Regions from separate parts of the Mus musculus genome. Here region 1 is linked to region 2. The links are chromatin contacts, called in public Hi-C maps. All regions are on one chromosome and are shown on one strand. The core of a region is the stretch at or near the end of the contact, and the rest is flanking DNA. Distances in the headings are between cores, read along the strand shown.

Region 1 (4,446 bases), core at 1,765-4,264, 65 kb after region 2:
AGATTTCCTGAAAACATAGAAAATACAAATTATCACAGATGATACGAGCTTGAAGGCACGATGGGAAGAAAAGGAAAACACAAGCTACAATGGAGAATGGAGAAGAAATGATTTAATATTACACCTAGGAAAACTATTTAAAGTTGATGAATATTTCCTATATGACCCCCACAAGCTAACCATAGGAATCTATAGGAAAGTCATTACTCATTTGCATCAAGCTTGTCTGACATTCTTTTGAAGAAAAACATTGACGGGGGCTTCTCTAAATGTGTGTCTTTCATTTACAAATTAGCAGCTTGATTTTTATCATGTTTCTTTTCAACAAAACAAGACTTTGTAAAGTATTATAATTTCTTCAAAGAGCATTCTATTAAAATCAATTTGGAAATAATTTCTCGTGACACACACACATAATATATATATTAACATACATACATACATATAATTATCCCATAAGATTGTGTCAAAATAATAGCCTGTTTGATTTATTCTCTGAGTTAGACTTCCAATTTTGTTGCAGAAATGCAACAGCTATATGATGACGTAATATAGCATATTAGTGTTAGTAACACTGAGTACCTTGGGCATGGATCCTGGTCAACGCACTGAATGATAAATCCAGAAATTAGCTACTAATCCCCAGCAGCTGGGTCCTCCCAGGTCTCAGCTAGTATACTAAACCATGGAAGCTTTTTGTGGAAGCCTGCAAAATTAATAACCTACACTTTTAAATTTTTCTATGTGCCAATCTTCAAATAATTGTATTATGGCTGACTTACAAAATGCAATTAGGGTTATATTTTTCATCTTTCCTCTAGTGTATAGTAAATAAACAGATGCTACAGGGAGAACATAAGTTTACTTAACTAGTCTATTTCTAAGCTTTTGAGTGTTCAGATTCAGTTTGTCTTATGTCTCTGCCTATTTTTGTAGGGACCTGTGAAATCTTAAATGACTCACACACACTGTTAGAAAATCTGAAAATAACCACTATGTAACTCCCAATTTAGATAAACACAGACGATGTGTTGAATTCTTCCTACTTAAAAAAGAAAAGAAAAGAAAAAAAGGTAAAAAAACCTTCATTCATTTTTTTCTCCAATATTTTTAAAATCTCACAGATGGATTAGTAAGAGGAATCACTTGTACACTTCCTGCTTGGCATTGCTGATAATTGGAGAAGCTATTTCAATCCTTGAAATTTCTTTTGTAAACAAATGCATGTAAATAAATCTATAAGTTTATTCATGTCTTCGATACATCCTGGTTTGTGGCAAATAAGCAAAGTTATGTGAAAATGATTTCCTGTTAGATTAAGCATCTAGATATTGCTTAACAGATCTTGCTGATAATGAATGCTATAATTTTTTTAGAACTGTCAATAGGTTGTAGGTATAGAAACTTCCTTTGCTTACATACATAGGCTGATTAAGATTACCACCAAGTAGGCTATTTAAGCATACACAGAACATTTCCAAAATAAACAAATGCTTTCTTCAAGAAACTGTACCCATAAACTTGTGAGTGATATAATGAAGTTTAAATAAAAAGGGTTCTATATGTATATAATATATTTCATATTACTTCAGGATTGATTTAGCTTTGGCAATCAGCTTTCACTACTGTCATGTTAAATGTTATCTTGAAAGCCATATTGAGTGCATTTGCTTTAAGATCATTATCTTGACATACTCTTAACACATCTTAGCATATGGATTACGTGATTATCTGAGAACCCACTACTTTGAAGGGAGGTTTTTCTGTAGAATTAGAGAAAGAATGCACATTGCAGTTTGAACCACAGCCTAACATGCATGGCCGACTCGTCGCTGACTCTGGTTTACTTTAGATGACACCGTTATTGCTTCTAACACTCAAAGGACTTCATTTCTCTAGGAGCTGCTCTTGCAAGCAGTGAAGATGGCTTTAATAGTTCTAACACCTTACACAGTGTTTGATTTAAAATTTAATTTTCTGAAGTCTAAATGGTAGGAACATTGTGTCTCCTCAGACAGCTATTATTGATGCCCCTTACAGTAAAAAACATCTTTCCTATGAAATCAGCTGGAACATTGACACTGAACCATCAACACATGTGAGTAAATCTGATTCAAACAACCCACCTAGTTAGGATAAACAAAAATAAATTTGCTTCAATCAACCTCTTCAGCAAGTAACATATCAGCTTTTCCAACCAACGCATAAAAATTACAATCACAGTCCATACCGATCTATATATTTTCTTCCCTGGATTCAAAGTTATCATTTCTCTGTGATTCCTAGTAACATGAACCTTTCCCACAAAGTGATAGTTCATCTTTGAAAAGGGGAAAATGTCAATGTTCAAAATTATTCTAAGCTGCTTTCTCAAGACTAAAATTAGCACATAATAACATAAGCCCTTCTGGAATATACCAGTTCATAAAATAATTAATAATTAATTCAGAGTTCCCTTAAGGTGAATATCAAAGAAAGAAAACAAATCTAAATTTTTTGCCTCTGTGACTCATATGATTGATGACATTTGAATCCTTTTAAACTGTCTGTTAAGATTATTAAGCATATAAAATTATATTTTTGGTTCTATATCTGACTCTTGGGAGAAAAAGAACACATTAGAGAAAGAATCAAAACATAAGGTTTGGTTAACTTTACATTAATCGGCATGTTGACGTTAAAATTCTCAACTTTTCTGCTCTCCTTGCATACAGTTTTACTCAGTAACATTATAGTTAATGCATATTCTCTGACAAGTCCTGTAAATCACAGAGCCCCTCATTTCGGCACACACGTATAGAGTATCCTTGCCTAAAAAGCAGCAGGTTGTCCGGTTATTCTATCAATATAAGCTTGCCAACGGTCTTTTTCCTCTCATCTGGGAAAACAGGGAGGGACACTCAAATGAGAACTTTCCAGTAAATAGAAGAGAAAGCAGTCTTACCTCTGTCTTATATTATGTGGAAGGCTCCAAGCATGCTCCTCTCTGCCGCTGAGTGAGGGCTCGGGCCGTTTCAGCACCGGACAGCTCCTCGGCTTATAGAGAGCCTGGGCGCCTGACTCCGCATTCCACGCTGACGTCACCGGCTCAGCCTCAAACCCCAGCGCAGGCGAGCTTTTTCAAAGAATCCGAGAGAAAACAATCACTTTAGATATTTTTTTAAAGCGTTGCATGCTTACGCCACCTGTCTTATGTAGCAAAAACTACAGCTTCTTCCCCCTTCTTTTATCTCTGAGGCTCGAAATAAAATGTTCAGCACAAATTCCCTTAGAAAGGAAGAAATCTGTCAGATAGACATGACTAATTGCAAGGACATCTCTGCGTTTTCACGCCTTGTTTAGAAAGGTTTCTTGGGCTTGCTGCCATGTCATAAGAATTTTACAGATAATGACTATCTTTTTATTTGTGCCTATAAAGAAATACGTTCTCATTTCCTGGTGCAGCCACAATTGAACAGAACATTGCAAATATGATAGATCGTATTTCATATCATGACTCCAGGCAGAACTGTTTTAAAACTGTTTAGTTTGAGCAAAAAAGGTGAGATGCTTAATTTTTTTTTTAATGAGAATCAACTCCAATTCTTTCAGCACAGTGTTCAAAATGAGAGTTCACAGACGCTCAAGTTGTTGATACTTCTATATGAGGCCATTCAAATCTTCAGCAAAATCAGGTGTTGCAAGAGATAGCTAAGAAACTGTGCTCCAAAAAACATACTGCCTACCAGGAAGGGAGGGATTACTGCTAGAAGAGAGAGAGTGGGGGTGGAAGGGGGAGAGAGAGGGAGAGAGATTGAGAGATTTTCATATGCCTAGAGCCCTCTTGGCATCAAGAGAACATAGTACCACAGAAATACTTCTAGGTTTTGGTTGAGTAAGTTGAGGTGACTAACTTCAATGAATGAGAACCATCCAAGGAACAATGTCAGAGTTAACCCACCGCTTCTTGGATTTATAATTCATAACCATGGCTGTACTTTGCCGTGGAACTTGATTAGGTACCTTAATAATTTATACAGGTCTAAATTTTTAACTTTATTTTATTAAAGATGTGAGTCCTCTAACCCTGTATATACTGAAATATATTTCTGAGAACTGAGAGAATCTTGTTGTATGAGGTCCTCTAAAAGTCTCTGCTGACTGAACAATCACATTCCAATTTTATCTACCCACCAACTGAGTTATGATGCTTATGAGGTGCCAGATAGTTTGTGAACTACTGGGAAAAGAAAAAAATGAATATAGTTTTCTGGCTTTAAGAAGGCTTTAATCAATGGGGATGAAAGATAGATTATTTTAATATACATTGGAAAGCACTAAAGAGAAGGCTATTCAGAAGGCTTTGAAAGTTTTGTGGCATTTGCAAAACTCAAGAAGAAGGAAGAAGAAGGAAGTGTGGATACTTTGCTCCTTCTTAGAATGGGAAACAAAGTACCCATGGAAGGA
Region 2 (4,458 bases), core at 679-3,178:
GTCTACACTTTAAAGTACTCTGGGTTCCATTCTGGAAATATCTATATCTTCTCTTACTCTGCAAGTGAGCTCCCCACACTCATACCACTTTCTGGTGTTCTTTTTTGTTTTACACTGCCAATGTCCTTGCTCTTCTCCATCAGTCCCTCCCATGCTACCGTAGCATCTGCCACAAATGACAAGGATGGCCTTCTCTCAGACTTATGTGAGCCACTCTCCAGTTTGCTCACTTGGTTCATGTCTTCTCTCAAGACATGTTGATCTTACAGCACAAGCATGTCTCTAGCTGCATATGTAGCAGAGGATGGCCTAGTCAGCCATCATTGGGAAGAGAGGCCCCTTGGTCTTGCAAACTTTATATGCCCCAGTGCAGGGGAACACCAGGGCCAAGAAGTGGGAGTGGGTGGGTAGGGGAGCAGGGTGGGAGAGGGTATAGGGGACTTTCGGGATAGCATTTGAAATGTAAATGAAGAAAATACCTAATAAAAAAAATTAGAAGAAGAAGAAGAAGAAGAAGAAGAAGAAGAAGAAGAAGAAGAAGAAGAAGAAGAAGAGAGGAGGAGGAGGAGGAGAAGGAGAAAAAGAAGAAGAAAAAGAAGAAGAAGAAGAAGAAGAAGAAGAAGAAGAAGAAGAAGAAGAAGAAGAAGAAGAAGAAGAAAAGACATATTGACTCTGAAAAGCATCCATTGAACTCAGTCCTACTAAAAACAGCATCCCTCTTTCCTCTACTGTATGGTGTGCTCTATTGCTTTGAACCTGTTTCCTCTAAGAAAACTTTATTACCAATAGTTAATGATATGGTAAGTGACCAGTGACTATGGAGCAAATGAGTGAAAATCATGAACCCTCTCGTCCCTAGAAAGAACTTTTCATTGACTATGAAATGGCTTTCAAATGCCCCCTTCAGCTAACGAGTCTTTCTATAATTGGCCATTGCAATTTTCTTTCCCCACTTGATACCAAACTTCTCAACTTGTTTGCTTGCTGAAACCTAAGTCTCTCTCCTTGCAGTAGAACTTCTCATTCCATCCAAACAGGTTTCTCTATCACCTCTTCACCCTATGCACAGCTCAAATGCTCCTCATGTCCACAGACCCTCTCTATTCACTCAGCCCAGGCTCTCTCACAGATGTACTCTTCTGAGCAGCAACTCCCCGTAGTCACTTGTATCATACATGCTCAAAGTTGGAAATATATTTTAATGAGTTTATTAAATGTATTATCACTAAGGTCTACATTAGCCAAGAACCTAACAACTCAACTCTATGGTCATTATTAGTTTCTAGATTGCTCTGTCATTCCAGATTTGCAATCAAGATTTTTTTTCTAAAGACATATCTTTTTCCATCTATACATAAAGCTGCTGGCTCTTATACTCAAAATCCAGTTGAACTAAAAAAAAAAAAAAGATTATAAGCTCTATTTTAAATGAATAAGAAGGTAAATAACAGCATGAGATAGTCATAGAAAGACTAACACCACAAATACAATTATCTGATATTTCTAAGTATTCTGCTTTATCAACTACTTACTCAAGTAAGAGGGCCCATGGCCCATGCAGTTTCAATCTTTACCTATCGCCCTCTTTAAGGAATCCCAAGCCACACACTCAGGTCGTGTCTAACCATCCCAAACATTCCATATGAAGGATAGTGCACTAGCAAACAGTGATGCTTCCAATCTCACAGTCCCTGTGCCATTGGGGAAAGGTGAGCTGAGTGGTTAACTCGGTGAGATTGCTAGTTGGTCCTGCCCTTCACTGACAGAAACAAACCAGGCCAAGTCCCAGGTGACAGCCATTTTCCAAATGAGGCCAAGAATATTTTGAAGTGGTTACAGCTCTGACTGGGGATTTGACTCCTAGAGATGCCACAAAGCTCTTTTTAATATCCTGACATTTCCAGACACAGAGAAAGAATCCGGCTGATGAGTCACCAATATTAATGGGGTTTTGAATCCTGATTGCTGTGGCAGCTGCCTCTCCTTTAGTTATTCAGGGAGGAAAAAAAAGGAATTATCAGGCAAGCTCAGGGGGGAGAAACAGTTTGCTGTCATTCAGTTGCCATTTTTATTATCAGCCCTCAGCCCTTGCTTCATAGGGAAGTCGTTTGTTTCCTTGGCTTGTGTTTGTCTGTTGGTGGTGATAGAAATAATTAATTACAAGACCAAGGGCCTCTCCTCCCATTGATGGCAGGAAGCAGGAGTGGGTGGGCTGGAGAGCAGGGTGGGGGGAGGGTATAGGGGACTTTGGGGATAGCATTTGAAATGTAAATGAAGAAAGTATCTAATAAAATATCTATAAATAAAAATAATAATTATTTAGCTTCTACCTTGGTGAAGCAAGCAGGCTTTCTTTGATGGAAACATCTACAGAGCTCAAATACTGGGGATCTGTTTAATCTTGAGAGGATAAAAGCTTACTTTATATCTGAACACCTTTTGCTTTTCTGGTTCTTACATGTTGTTCTGTCTGCATTCCATGATATAATAAAAGAAAGAGTCAGAGAAGGAAGGAAAGGAAGAGAGATATATTATATTTAGGTGAACCAATTTTTTTTCCCGCAAGCATCCATACAATCTAAGGTGTTCGAATCATCACATTCCTGCTACCTATAAGGTTCTCTGGATGCCAACATCCCAGATGTATTTTAAGAGCTACAGCAGATTGCTGCCAACCAAGGCTTTGAGCTTACAAGCTAGTCAATTCCCTTTTTCACCTCTTGAAAAATATAAGCAGATCTTGTCCCTCTTTCAGATATCTGGAGAGGACTCCTCACCTTTTATGCTTCCTGTGATTTTTCTTTCAACAAAAAGAGCATGAGTCTACGGGGCCCTTTTCCACAAACAGGAAGTTGTAATTAAGACAACAGCAATTCTTGGATGCTTTCTCATGAGTCATGAGGGCCATACCAGGATCTAAATGATTAGTTCTCAACTATCAGTGTACAAGAGGAAATGAAAAGGAAGAAAAGAAAAGAAGAGAGGAGAGGAGAGGAGAGGAGAGGAGAGGAGAGGAGAGGAGAGGAGAGGAGAGGAGAGGAGAGGAGAGGAGAGGAGAGGAGAGGAGAAGAGAAGAGAAGAGAAGAGAAGAGAAGAGAAGAGAAGAGAAGAGAAGAGAAGAGAAGAGAAGAGAAGAGAAGAGAAGAGAAGAGAAAAGAAATTCTCCGAGAGAGTTTGCTTAAGTGTATAACTTGAAAGTAGCTTTGGGATCAGGCCTAGGAATCCGTGGTTTACTGGGGGTGCTGGTGACTCTGAGGAAAATGACCCTTAACCCACATGAATGTGATCATCAATCCCATAGCAGCCTCTAGAGCCGTCCCCACAGTAAAAGATGTCCCACTGCTCAAACAACACTTTGCTAGTTAATCATAAAGCATACTCAGCTCTTACCCGAGAAGGCAGAGGGAACATTATATTGGAAACCCCTGTTAAGGACTATCTGTCTTCACACTGGATCCAAGACACTTCCTTTGAGAGACAACTGTGTGAAGGGTGAATATCTCGGATACTTTATTACCATTCAGTGTGAGCATTTCCTGGGTACAAAAATGATCCTGTTGGAATGTGCAACAACGTACCTTAGGGTTCTTTTTTTTTTTCCAAAGGAAAAATGATCTTTCGAAAGTCTTCTATCATGAACATCTTCAAAATCAATCAGAAACAAGAAACTTGGAGAAGGTAAGTCCTGGCAGGTCCACATCTGGCATGGCCACATGCATCTGAATTTCACTTATGTAATATACTTTCTTCTCTGAATGATGCCAAAGGAAGGGACACGCTTTGAGCAAATGTTCCTGTAATGTTTTCATCAGTTCATACAGCAATGAGGCCATCCTCAGGCACTCAGAAATGTAAGACAATTTCTAATGGAGGGGTAGAAAGAAACCCACAAAATAAGGGAGGTGAGACATGTCGAGCCCTGTGCAACCCAAATACATGCAAAGTCTTGAGCTTTTCTCTCTTGCAGGAGCACAAGGCTACTAAATCATGCCTTTGGGCTCATATACCGCACCTTTTCCCCACTGTAAGCCCTTCATAATAGTAAAACTTCTAGGTCAAGAAAAGCCCTAAGAAAACAGATTTAAAAGGTGGCTAGTTATTGCTTAAGACACAGGTGTCCAAGAAATCTGAGCCATGTTACCAATTCTCTCCTAACACTCTATCAGAAATCATCATGCTAGAGACAGGCTTTCTTTACATGGGTGGTATGCAGCTGCAGGTACCTGGAACTCTACATGATTCTAGATCTAGTATCTCTGATACTAGAAAACAGAGAGCACCTCTTTTCCCACGGTCCACCATGTTAAATGGTAGAGAACATTGATAGCATTAACCACATACTATATTCACACCGGAACAGAAGCTTCAGTTGCAATGTTTATAATTAGACCTTGGATTATGACTTTACCCTTGATAATTTGGAGTTGATGATGCATGGAATAAAATAGATCAAATAAA

What was found. A called contact is a pair of places that touch in the nucleus more often than the background predicts.
Region 1: a Hi-C map of the N1E-115 cell line shows a contact between it and region 2, with 4 times the contacts expected there. The contact joins the promoter of Scg2 here to the enhancer-like site in region 2. A contact is called at or near these places in 3 of 39 promoter capture datasets (the HPC-7 cell line, cranial neural crest and hippocampal neurons), 5 of 484 Hi-C or Micro-C datasets (the HPC-7 cell line, the N1E-115 cell line, cortical neurons and 1 more), 1 of 115 datasets of contacts at active chromatin or transcription factors (neural progenitor cells) and 2 of 9 other capture datasets (liver and pancreatic islet).

Annotation. Positions count from the first base shown.
Region 1 is chr1:79,437,012-79,441,457 of GRCm38.p6, forward strand. It overlaps Scg2 (secretogranin II), which reads right to left and starts at 3,015. Exons shown (of 2, transcript NM_009129.3): 1 at 2,945-3,015; 2 at 1-7.
Region 2 is chr1:79,373,088-79,377,545 of GRCm38.p6, forward strand. No RefSeq gene overlaps it. Among named protein-coding and RNA genes, the nearest start is that of Scg2, 65 kb to the right of the region's middle. Within about 2 kb of position 1,929, at least 11 of the 459 cell types and tissues checked have an H3K27ac peak or open chromatin away from gene starts, as enhancers often do. A contact at or near this core is called in the N1E-115 cell line, where this site is marked.